Linked DNA regions of Mus musculus: region 1 is linked to region 2. A link is a contact called in public Hi-C data. All regions are on one chromosome and are shown on one strand. The core of a region is the stretch at or near the end of the contact, and the rest is flanking DNA. Distances in the headings are between cores, read along the strand shown.

Region 1 (6,596 bases), core at 2,932-5,431, 220 kb after region 2:
ACTGGATTCTATCCCTGGGACCCACATGGTGGAAGGAGAGAACAATCTCCAAAAAGTTGCCTTTTGACCTTCGTGTGGGTCCTGTGGTACACACGCACTCATGCCCACAAACACGAATGGCAGGTTCAAATTAATTTCAAACTCTATAAATTGTGAGGTCCCATGGCACTTCAAGCCTCTCTAAAGAGCACAACGTGATTTTGGAAAAGAAATTATGCCTTAAATTGCCCATAAAACAGAGAACTGGGAGCTGACATTTGTCAAAGGATTACTATGTGGCAAACTGGCCTTTGTTGGTTTGAATAAATTATGCATTTTCTATGGCTTTTAGTCTAGTTTAAAAATAGAGAGGACAACTTCTTTCTTATAAGCTGAATGAGTCCCAAATAGCTAAGTAGCAGGAGCCAGTGTGTTCCCAAGAGCTGAGAAGTGCATGTCAGCCTGGAAGCCTATCCACCTGCCTCTCTCCTTGTTCATGGCTGGAGCTTGTTGCTATCACATGAGGGTTTTTTGCCTTTTTTGTTCGTTTTTCAAGAAAAAGCAGAAATCTAGGTCTTCTATATACAACTTTAGGATTCCATGCATTGGTTCTAACTGAAGGAATATCTACAGGCTGAGATGAACGTATCCACTGGCCATTTTTCAACACCTGATCTGCTTCATCGACTTGTTTCAGGGAAAGGGTAAAAGCTTTGAAGATAAGGAGAGTGCTGGGTTGGTGTTTTGTGTCAACTTGACACAAGCTAGAGTCCTTTAGTAAAAGTGACTCTCAACTGAGGAAAAAGAAAAAAGGCTTCCAGAAGATTGACCTGTAGGCAACTCTGTGAGGCCTTTTCTTGATTAATGGCTGATGGGGGGAGCCTATAATGACTGCTGTCATCCCTAAGCTTATGACCCTGGGGTTCTATAAGAAGTAAAGCTGAGCAGGCCATGGGGAGTGTTAAAGTATCTTTTATTTGCCTGTCATCTTGGAGGCTTACTGCCTCAGTCTGCTAACCTAGACCTAGTCCTGGAAGCTTCTAGCCTCTGTACAGTCTAATCTAGCACTAGACTGTTTCTAGCCTCTGAGACTTGCTGCTGAATAAACTCACCTTTTCTAATTCTTTCTGAACTCTTACAGGTTGGTTCAACTCAGCTGTTCTGGCTCAAATGCCTCTCCAAGCTGACAGATTCAATCTAGCTTCTCTTTTGGCCTCTGACTTGTTTGCTCTGCTTGGCCTCAAACTACCCTTGGCAATATGTTCTAATCGTCTGTCTCAGTACAACTATCTCAATAAAAAAAAAAAAACCCTCCTCTCTCTGCCTGCACTGCCCCTCAAGTGGCTTCCCTTTCCTCTCTCCACTTGTGAGAGTTGGGCATATCTAATTCTGTCAAATCTTTCTCTGATTCATCACTTTGTCTGCCACTCAATTAGACATCACTTTCAAACATGGGTGCTTCTTTCTACAAATTAACTTTACCTTCATTGTTTGGGATTAAATGTGTGCACTAAAGGCCTGTCTGTATTGCAGTCAAAGGGATTTTAGATGTGTGCTAAGGGTGAGCCACACCACAACTAGAAACAGGTTTTTCCAGTAAACGAAACAATCTCAGGGTTCCGAAGTATGATCAACTGTCTTGCAAGAGCAAGCCAGTAAGCAGCACCCATACATGCATGCCCTCTGCATTAGCTTCTGCCTCCAGGTTCCTGCCCTGTCCTGATGTTCTTCAATGGTGGACTATTATGTGGAAGTGTGAGCCAAATGAACCCTTCCCTCCTCAAACAGCTTTTGACCATAGGTTTTACCACAGCACTAGAAACGCTAAGACATACTGCAAATGTTCACTCTGTTTAACACACCCTTGAACTGAGTCTTCGTATACAAATGTAATTAGGCCTCTGAGGCTATAAAGGAGATGAAACTTTTACCTTATTTGATAATGAAAGTAAGGAAGAGAAACTGAGAGTTTTGCTATGCCACATAGTAAGAAGAAGTGGAGTGGACTCTGAAGCAGAGCAGGGCCACCAGCTACAGACTTCACCACTCTCAGCCAGAGCATTGTGCTTGCAAGACTAATGGTTCGGTTTCCAGCCAGATGTGCACGGATGCTCAGCCAATACAGAATCCTTCTCACATCCCTTTCTATGCTTTAAGGCATTTTAAGGGGATTTTTCTGACACTAATAGGGGCTGTTTGGTAGTTTCAATACAATGGAAGTTGACATTTCAATTTGATACCTCAAAAAATTCTACAATGTTCAACATAATGATGGAATTTATGTGGTCTTGACTGGGACTTTGAGCAGTCATAATGGCATCTGGACTTAGCTCTTGCTCACCAATAGACAAAGCTATACTAAAGATGGTGAAATGGTACACCTTTGGAGAAGACCACAGCCCCAGAGAGATGCCACTCTTTTTTTTTTTGGTTGTTTCTCTGTATAGTAGTTCTGGCTGTCCTGGAACTCTGGAACTCACTCTGTAGACCAGGTTGGCCTCGAACTCAGAAATCCACTTGCCTCTGCCTCCCAAAGTGCTGAGATTAAAGGCGTTGCACCACCACTGCCCAGCGAAATGCCACTCTTAAAAGATACATTGTCACATGTGTGACACACACTTGTACCCTTCCCCTGCCTCCATTTAATATTAGCTCATGAGTAGTTATATTATCCAAGTTGTATAAACAGTATTTTCAAAATTATTAGCATATACTAATTGTACATGGTAATAAGAACATGTCTATAATGTACTTGGATCTTTTTTTTCACCCATTATTAATCTCTCTTCTATTCCCTTTCCCCTCACCTAGTGTCCTAGGGTGATTGTGGGTGGGTGGGCAGGTGGATGGTTGTGGGGGTGGGGATAGATGGACGAATGGGTTTTATAAAGGTATTCTTCCACCGGTGTATACCAGAAGACACTTTCAACTCTTCCACAACAAGATGGATTAGCTTACAAAACAAATTAGATTCACAAGCTGAGTCTATTGGATGTAATTACAGCTGTGGAGTGTAACCATCCTTTCTAGGCATTCCCTGAAGACAGCAGCTCTCCTCAAAGCAATTCCACCGAAAGAAATCCGCCTCCAAAATGTTGCTCCTGACAACCTTGATACTGAGTAGATATTGAATGGAATGAGGATGCCGCATAGTCAAACGTCCAGCAACAGAAAAATCCCTTGAAGTAACTTACACCCCTAGAGTTACTATGAGAGAGCCAATGACATGTGCCATGGCAGTGTTCACAGCAGCCAGGTGAAGCAATCTGCCTGGGTTCCCATTAATGGGTGATACAGAAAGTGTGCTGCCAGTACCTGATTATTTAGTCATAAAGAACAAAATACCATTCGCAGGATAATGGATGAAACTGGAGCTCATCAGATTATGTGAAGTAGACCAGGCTCAGAACCACAATCATCACACACGTTCCCTCACATATGGAGTCTGGTTTTCTTTCTTGAGGCATAAAAGTAAAAGAAATGTTATTTGGGAAGAATAAGCACACCTAGGGTGGGGGAAAAGGAAAGATAAAAAAGAAAGTTCTGATGGGGTGAAAATGAGCCAAGTACATTGTAGACATGAACTCATGACTATACACAATTGATATATGCTAATTGTTTTGAAAGTGCTATTTATATAGCTTGGATAATAAATACTCATTGTCCAATATTCAATGGGAGAAAAAAGGGTACAAGTTTGTGGCGCATGTGTAACAATGTACCGTCTAAGTGAGTTTTTCTTAAACATTAAAAGACACCAAATAACTGACTGTACTGACCCGTGCCTGCCCAAGTGCTTCAGACGAAGTGACAGGAGACAAACAAAACCCAGATTCTCCAAAGCCTTAAAGAGCTGGGGTGCTCTTAAATAATTACATTATAAAGAAACAGATGGCTGCAAATTAAAATACACTGCGTTCTGTCTCCAGCCAGTCAGAATGGCAGGCATCAAGAAAACAAACAGCAAACACTGGCCACATTCGGACAAAGGGAGCTCTTCTATACCCCTGGTAGGAAGGTAAACTGGTCCAGTCACTGAGGCAATCAGTATCGAGGTCTCTCAAACAACTAACTAGGGCATGAGCCACTTCTAGGTGTTTCCCTGAGGGACTTGGGAAACCATCACAGAGGTACCTGCACGTCTGTGGTTATCGGCAGCTCTAGTCTACAGTAGCTGATTACGAAGTCAGCACAGAGGCATGAATAAAGAGAGTGTGGTCTATCTACACAACGGGAACATGAAGTTACGCTGCTCGTGTGGAAGTAGATATGACTGGAGACGATCCAATTAAACGAATTCAGCCAGCTTCAGAAAGAAAAAAAAAATAGAACATGTTTTCTTTCATTTGTGGTTCCTGGATTTTTTTTTTTTTTTATAGATACATGAAATCATGTATGAATATCTGACCTACAGGCAGAAGTGAAACTGTCTTGGGGAAGAAATGAAACTAACAGGAGGCGGGAAAGGAGGGGGTAGGGGCTTTAGGGGAATATGCTCAACATATAATATATATTATATCAATTTTTATTTAAAAAATTTAAAAAAATTAAAATTAAGAGTTAGAGAAATTTCTCCATGGTTAAATCTGTGTCCTGCTCTTGTAGAGGACATGAGGTGGGTTCCCTGTACACTCGTTGGGCGGCTTATGTTGGTTATAGCTCCAGTTCCCGGTTGAATCCAATACCTCTGATCACTGTAAGCATTTGCATTCACATACACATACCCACACGGGAGATGCATGACTACAAACAATAGAAATAAATCTAGACACCCTACACAATAGCGATGAAGGAGAGCAACAGTTGGTGATTGGAGTATGAATGGCGTTAGATTGTCACTATAATATTCAGCCGGCGGAAGCTGCCTTCCTCTGTGGACCCTATGTAGGCTAAAAGCCACCGAGGCCGAAACAGACTCTGCTCAGGGATTCGGCAAGCAGACAGACATTTCCGGGAATGACCAGAGCGGGGGGAGGGGGGGCTACGGGGTGTGTGTGTGTGTGTGTGTGTGTGTGTGTGTGTGTGTGTCTATGTTTAACTTGTTCATATAAACATGTTTAGCTTGGTCCAATGAAAAAAATCTGGGGCCTCATTTGTAGTCTTGGCTCCACAATTCCACGTTACTGGGGTCCGTTACTCTCAAAGGTCTCAGGATCTTTAACCAAACACACACGGGGTCGATGTTATATCTTGTAAAATTTCTGTGAGGTTTAAAGATTATTGCTTTCCCCTTGTTGTTTTTGAGATAGAGCCTCACATCTGTAGCCCAGGCAGGTCTAAAATGCACTGTAGACCAGGCTAGTTTCACGTTCATGGCACGCCTCCTGTCTTATTATCCTGAGCACTGAAGTTACGGTTGTGAGCCACACATCTGACTGCAGGTTTGTAGAGGGTACTTTCGTTCACCTTACTGAGGCTTGTGAAACTTTTTTTGTTTGTTTGTTGTTGTTGTTGTTGTTTTTGAGACAGGGTTTCTCTGTGTAGCCCTGACTGTCCTGGAACTCTGTAGATCAGGCTGTCCTCGAACTCAGAGAGCCGCCTGCCTCTACGTCCTGAGTGCCCAGACTAAAGGTGTGCGCCACCACCTCGGGGCTTGTGAAACACCTATTGGTATATCTGCTTTTGCTTCAGCTTTCTTTGTCTTCTCACTTAGTTATCACCTTCTCTTTGGCATATGCTGAAGCAGGAACTGGCTGGTTCTGCTGGCTTGCCTCCATCCAGTCCATTGGTTGTTCTTTCCTGCTCTGCTGTGCCCCAGGATGCTGGAGAAGATTGGCATTTATGAGCCACATTCCCCCTGCACCCTTATCCTCTGGCTTCCAGTTGCATTCAGTCAGGAAAACACTGACAGGAGGGTGAATCATGGGCAAGTTAGCCATTCTGCACTTGCTCCCTGCCACAACCCCTCTCCCCCAGTTCCAGAGTTCCTCATCTCTAGACATTGTCTTGTTATGACTTAATATGATTTGGGTCACACACACACACACACACACACACACACACAGGGGGGGGGTTCATGTGCTGAAATTTGATCCCTATTGTGATAGTGTGAGATATTAAGAAAACTTAGTCCCACAAGACTGCTTATGCCTGGGATCTTTTCTTATGATCCCAGAGGCCCTGGACTCTCTCAGCAAGGCAATCAACAGCCTCTCAGCCTTGGACTTCTTTTCTTTATAATCTCACCCAGCCTCGGGTATTTTATTATAGTAATGGAATGCAGAGTAATATGGCTGCTTTATTCCTCACCATGCCTTACCGGTTCCCTTAAGCCTAAGCCTGCCTACGTGCCTGTATGCAGTTCTTTTGTTAATTTCCTTTTTCAGTTAAGGTATTTTAAGAATGCTGTCTGCTGCTTTTTGGGGTTCTGATACAACCACATACAAGGTAGCCAAGAACCATGTTTCCTGGTGCTCTCCATATTAAGTGTTCTCTCTCTCTCTCTCTCTCTCTCTCTCTCTCTCTCTCACACACACACACACACACACACACACACACACACACACACACACATACACACCCCATACATTGAAAAATAAAGTCAGAGTATGGAACCAATAATGGCTGGGAGACGATACTTAAGGAACTAACATTTGAGCTGGGTATCAAAAGGATAA
Region 2 (6,530 bases), core at 2,359-4,858:
CTTGCAGTGAATATTTGCGAGTGAAGCTGTGTGGACAGAGGAATACACTGTGAGACACATTGTGAGATACTACAGCTACCACGATGAGATGTTTTCTATGCTTTGTTTTGGTGTGTGTGTGTGTGTGTGTGTGTGTGTGTGTGTGTGTGTGTTTATTTTGAGGTGTTTTAGAGTCTCCATTGCTGTGAAGAAACACCATGACCAAGGTACCTCTTATGAAAAACATTTAATTGTGGCTGGCTTACAGGTTCAGAGGTTCAGTCAATTATCATCATGGCTGGAAGCATGGCAGCGTCCAGGCAGGCATGGTACTGGGGGAGCTGAGAGTTCTACACCTTGTTCCAAAGGCAAACAGAAGACTATGCCCCATGTAAATGGGAGGAGGGACTCAGAACCCACCTCCACAGTGACACACTTCCTCCAACAAGGCCACACCTACTTCAACAAGGCCACACTTCACTAATAGTGCTACCCCTGAGCCTAGTGTATTCAAACGACCACATTCCACTCCCTGGCCTCCAGAGGCTTATTCAAAGACATGATAATATCAGGGGCAATACATAAATACAGCAAAAATATATTTAGTCTAATTTCAAAAGTCCCCTTAGTCTATAGCAGTCTCAACAATGTTCAAAGTCCAAAGTTCAAAGTCTTTTTTGAGATTTATTCAATCACTTAGCTGTAATCTCCTATAAAGTCAAAATCAAAAAACAGATGACAAACCTCAAACATCACGGGATATACATTACCATACCAAAACATCACAGTGAAGAAATCCTGGACCAGCTGGGTAAACTCCAACTTCTTCATCTCCACATCTGATGTCAAAGTGCTCTTGAAATCTCCAACTCCTCTCATCTTTGTTGACTACAACAAACTTCTTCCTCCTGCACTGGTTTCACTCCCACTTAGCCGCTTTCCTCAGCAGAAATCCCATGGCTTTGACGTCTCTAACACCTTGGGGTCTCCAAGGCAACTTTGACTTCACAGCTTCTTGTTACAATGTCTGGGATCCACACATGATCTTTTGGGCTCCTCCAAAGGACTTGGCTCTCTTGCCTAGCTCTGCCCTCTGTAGCACTCTAGGCTCTGGTTGGCTCCATGTCGCTACTGCTGCTGTTCTTTGTAGTCATTCTATGGTACTGGCATCTCTAATACATGGGGTTTTTCACTGCATCTAAGCTTCACCCATCGCCTCTCATAGACTACCTTCATGGTGCCAAGCCTCAACTTCTTTGCATGATCCCTTCAGTCCTGGGCCTCTTCACCAGTGGCCTTCCTTGGCCTTTCACAATGACATGCCTCAGCTGCTCTCCACGACCCCTTTATGCCTTCAAAACCAGTATCACCTGGGTGACTCTTACCGACTCCAGCTGAAGCACAAGGCACCTTGGCTATCCCTGGAACACAGCTTCCTTAGGTCCCCCCAAAATGTTACTTCTCAGATCAATGATGTTGGTCTCTTCTTAATCACTGCTAATTTCTTAGCTCCAGCCAACAAGCATCAATTGTTCTAGTAGTCCTTTCTATTCTTGACTCTAAAGCCAGAGCTACATGGCCAAAGCTGCCAAGGTCTGTTGTTTGCTGGGGATGGAACCTGACCCCCTTGTTCTGTTACATTATCACCAGCTTTCTGTTTTCCAGCTCCTTTACTACCTAAGCTTGGCTATTTTGGAACTTGCTTTAGAGACTGATCTTGAACTCAGAGATCTGCTTGCCTCTGTCTCCTGGGATTCAAGGCCTGTACCCTAAGCTTTCCATGGTCACTATTCCCTCAAGGTGCAGATCAAAAGCCTGTCTCCTCCATTTCTGGATTGTAGTTCATTCCAGATTAAAAGTCCAAATGAAAACCATAATCAGGCAGTGCCCTTGTTCAACTGCAAACACATAAACAATAAGCTTAGCTGTGTGGAACCTTGCCAAGAGGTCGACACTCCCTTAATCTGTTTATCTCCTTGAATGCAGGATTCAGCTCCATTCTACTTCCTGCTGCCCCTTTATTCTTTGAACCATACATTTTGTTCTTTTCCATTTTGTACTTTTCCTTTTGAAGCTTGCTATGCTTGATCAAAATGCTCTTCATGAGGCTAAACCATAGAATAAGAGCAAAGTCTCTGCTGGGCTTCTTTGAGACTTCCTTTGTCAATGCAATTAATATAAATCTCTTTACCTTTGTCTCAGGTAGACCCCTCAAACAAAGGCAAAACAAAGCCACTTTCTTCACCAAGATACCACAAGAACACTCTTAGGACACATACTAAAATTCTTCTTCACTGAAACCTCTAGAGCCAGGTATGCACAGTTCAAAATACCCTTAGCACCAATGTCTTCCATATTCCTACTAGCATGGCCTATGGAGTGTCACAGTTTAGCAACACAGTTCACTGTAGAGCAGAGGTGCCTAATGACGTGACCTCTTAACACAGTTCCTCCTGTTCTGGTGATCCCCAAACATAAAATTATTTTCATTGCTACTTCATACCTGTAATTTTGCTACTGTTCGGAGTTCTAACGTAAATATCTGCATTTTCCAATGGTCTTAGGTAACCCCTGTGAAAGGGTTATTTGACTTCCCAAAGGGGCCACGACTCACAGGTGGAGAACCACTAGTGTGGAGCATGGGGCATCCCTCAGTTTGCCTGACTAGCAGTTGTGGGTCGTTGCCTCTGCATAGCATCAGCAGAGGATCATACCTCTCATCGCTGGTCCAGGATAAGATACACATTAAACATTCATTTTCAGTTTTTTTAAAAACTGCAATGTATTGCTTTCCATAATCATAATAAGGTAGAAAAATAGAATGCCAAGCTATCACTTAGTTGGGGATTTCTTGAGTTGGAATCTTATTTAAGATTTTTCTTAGAGTTTTCTGGCTGAGAAGCAAAAATAGATCAAGGTCTGAAGTCCCAGTGACCTCTGCTTTCCATAGGGCTGACTCCTTGTATCAGCAGGAGAAGGCTGTCACCCTCCTATCTAGATATCTCTAAACAGACCTCTCCCCATACTGCTACATTATTTCTGGTAGCACCTATGAGTATAATTGGGCCATGGTTTATATCACAACACATGAATGGCCAGAAGTTTGGGTCCATGGCCAATACAATCTTATGAAAAGAACTCCATCTGGTCACCCTACATGTTTCCAGCATCATTTGCCAAATTGGATTTGTGATGGTTAAGCTTCAATGCCACCTTGGCTGGAATCGCCATATAAGCATACCTCTGTGCTTATGTGTCGGAGAGTGTTTCCAGAAAGGTTTAGCTGGGCAAGAATGATGTCACTTGACTGTGAGTAGCACTGGGCTGGATGATTGCAAAAGAGGAAGCAAGCTAAGGAACAGAAACCAGCCCTTACTTCTTTACTGTGTACACAGTGTGACCATCTTGCTCTAGCTGGCATGCCTTCTCTGCCATTATGAACTCTACTCCTTAGAACTTTTCCTTAAGTTCCTTTCATTGCAATTTTTTTCTTTTACAGTAACAAGAGAACAGCTAATATACAACTCCCTAACACTTCTCAAAAATATCTGTTTCTTCTGCAGTGCTCAGTAACTAAGATACTGATCTCATCAACATCCCAGAAACCTGGGTACCGCGTGCATCCTGGACCACTTCCCTATATAACCCTCATACTGAATCCAACACAGAGTCTTGTTGATCTGATAAACTTCTTAAGGGAGCTCTTAGACCGCTTTCTTCTTTCTCATGTCTGGCAATATGACCTGGACTAGACCATGACCGTCTAGAGTATGAACCACAGCTACCACCTCATGCTTTTGTTCTTCTTCCCATCCTGTATCTCATGCTCCAAATCTGCAGGGTTTCTGGGATACACATGCCCAGAATCATGATCTTTCTAAAATGTAAGTTACCATCGTATCCTCGTTCTTAAATCTCTGATGATCCTTAAGTCTCTAACACAGTGTATAAGACAAGTCTCTACCTGAGTATTCAACCATCTCCACTAGCCACACAGAATCCCTTTCAACTTCCCAGACATACATATTCTCTTCTGGCCCTTCCCATACATTCTCTTCTCTGCAGGAAAGGAAAGCAAAACACCCTGTGATGGTTTGTATATGCTCCACCCAGGGAGTGGCACTATTAGAAGGTGTGGCCCTGTTGGAGTAAGTATAGCCTTGTTGGAGTGTGTGTGTCACTGTGGTTATGGGCATTAAGACCCTCATCCTAGCTGCCTGGAAGTCAGTCTTCTGCTAGCAGCCTCCAGATGAAGATGTAGAACTCTAAGCTCCTCCTACACCATGCCTGCCCGGATGCTGCCATGTTCCACCTTGATGATAATGGACTGAACTTCTAAGCCTGTAAGCCAGCCCCAATTAAATGTTGTTCTTTATAAGAGTTGCCTTGGTCATGGTGTGCATAGTAGTAAAACCCTAAGACATACCCCACTAGCTCCCCATCTTTGGGGCCTTGCTTTAGATAACACTTGAGCCAGGAACATTTTGCTGAACTTCCAACACTGGCTTGGATACCCTTTGTTGAACTCTCCCAGGTACCCTGGCCTACTTTTATTGTAGTTCTCACCCTAACAGAGAAGCCATAACTCTTAGATGGCTTGCCTGCTTTTCCCTATCAGAGCTGGTACGTGACTCTATGTGTAGCCTTTGTAACTTGGTCACAGCTGACTAGGCACTCAATAAAATCTATGTTCCCAACTAAAGTGCTCAGAGCACCATCAACCTTCCAGCAGAAACATTAAGAATCACTACCAGGAAAGCACGTGTTTGCTCAGGAGCAGCAGGCTCACAAGTCAGGTCATGCTCTGACGATGCTACGCACTGGCTGCGAGCAGCAGGGTAGTCGCTAACTGCCCGGCTTCCTAGAAGTACACAAGGTTTAGAATTTGTTTAGAGAAGTTGTGAAACAAAACCCTTTCTATGTATCTGAGAACATTCTGTGTTTCCTTTCATTTCTCCTTGCCAGACTGATACGGTTTCATAACTTTATTTTAGGGCCACTGTATCTCAGTGTGACCCTTGCCCTTTAACCATTAATAGGCCTGCATGGCTGGCACGGGCATTTCCTGCGGGCATGTTTGAAGAGGAAATGTTGTTTAAAAAGCACCTCTGTACCTCGTCTCAAGAGAAATGTAAGAATTTCATTTTTTTCATTTTAAATCAACAGCTTGACCCCACTTTTGCCTGAAGGCAAAACTACAGGGCCTTTGTGATCTCAGCCTCTGGTTAAGACAGTGTAATTATTCTGGCTCCCTGTGTATTTTCTCTCCTTTACAAAATAGAAGTGACTATATTTGATACCCCTTGGTATGAAGTGACAGAAACCCTCAAAGAATGCAGATTCAAATGTTAACTTACCCATGCCTAAGCTTGTGTGGCCTTAAGCGACCCAGTTGACCTTCCAGAGCTTTAGCCTTCTCTGCAAAGTCAGAGAGATAGCAGCCTCGCTCGTGCCTCACTCCCCACCTTGAGCCTGAAAAGCACTGGATAATGTTAACGTCCTTCCCAAACCTGCTGCTCGCCATGCCATAGCATATGACAGTCCCCATGGAAGCTCTCTGGACTGAGGTCATTTTCTGTGATAAATCTCCGCTGGGAGCTGTAGTTGCCAGGCAGCCTCAGTGTCCATATTCAACAGGTAAAGCTCCAGGAACTCCTAGTACGATGACTAGGGTTGTCAGCTTTCTGCTCTCAAAAGAGCACTCCTCCTTGTAATGACAGAGAGTGGCTCAAGCCCCACTGGGAATAAGGGGAAGCAAAGTCACATGAAGGAAGAGGAGGGAATGAAATATCCAAGGGCAGAGAGCTAATACACTCTTGAGACCAAGGTAAGAGGCAAGGGTCCTGGCCATCTTGGTGTCGACCTTGCTTATAGATTTATGTGTCCAAAGACTGCTTTCCTATCTTGCCTAACACCTTGATCCCACATATATGACTCACAGCTAGTATCTCCTTTTTCGTTTTGGAACCATGTGGAGAAGTCAGCAGCTGTTGTTATATACCTATTTTCCAGAAGGCACAGCCAAGGAGTGTATGCCTGAATCACACTAGCCCGTTTGAGATGGTGCTGGATTGAGCTTGAGGAAGTGCTCTATGCTCAAGGCTCTTCCTACCACACTCTCTCCCCTCTCACACAGTTGAAGAACAATATTCCAATCAACCTTAAAGAAAGCCTATGCGTGGGAGCCCTTGCTAATATCACAAAGGACAAAGTACCAAACTGGGATTAAAAGGAAGAAAGAGACAGAGAAAGAAAGAAAGAAAGAAAGAAAGAAAGAAAGAAGGAAGGGAGGAAGGAAGGAAGGAAGGAAGGAAGGAAGGAAGGAAGGAAGGAAGAAGCACCTATATTCTATTTCCAGCCATTAACCTTAGGAAAGAGTGCTTTCTCACCTCTGCAAAGAGCAGGCAAGTGACACATGTCACTTGGGCTTCTATTTCCCTGGGCTTCTGTTTTTTTTGAATGTGGACCCAAAGCTCCTTTACAACACAAATGCCCATGGCATGGAAAAAATGTCTAGAAGATACATCTGGAAGCTCATCACAAGTGCAGCA

The links. A called contact is a pair of places that touch in the nucleus more often than the background predicts.
Region 1: a Hi-C map of bone marrow-derived macrophages shows a contact between it and region 2, with 22 read pairs. The contact joins two enhancer-like sites. A contact is called at or near these places in 1 of 484 Hi-C or Micro-C datasets (bone marrow-derived macrophages), 1 of 115 datasets of contacts at active chromatin or transcription factors (embryonic stem cells) and 1 of 9 other capture datasets (embryonic stem cells).

Annotation. Positions count from the first base shown.
Region 1 is chr10:95,363,585-95,370,180 of GRCm38.p6, forward strand. No RefSeq gene overlaps it. Among named protein-coding and RNA genes, the nearest start is that of 2310039L15Rik, 31 kb to the left of the region's middle. Within about 2 kb of position 4,182, at least 21 of the 459 cell types and tissues checked have an H3K27ac peak or open chromatin away from gene starts, as enhancers often do. A contact at or near this core is called in bone marrow-derived macrophages, where this site is marked.
Region 2 is chr10:95,147,948-95,154,477 of GRCm38.p6, forward strand. No RefSeq gene overlaps it. Among named protein-coding and RNA genes, the nearest start is that of Gm29684, 5.4 kb to the left of the region's middle. Within about 2 kb of position 3,609, at least 71 of the 459 cell types and tissues checked have an H3K27ac peak or open chromatin away from gene starts, as enhancers often do. A contact at or near this core is called in bone marrow-derived macrophages, where this site is marked.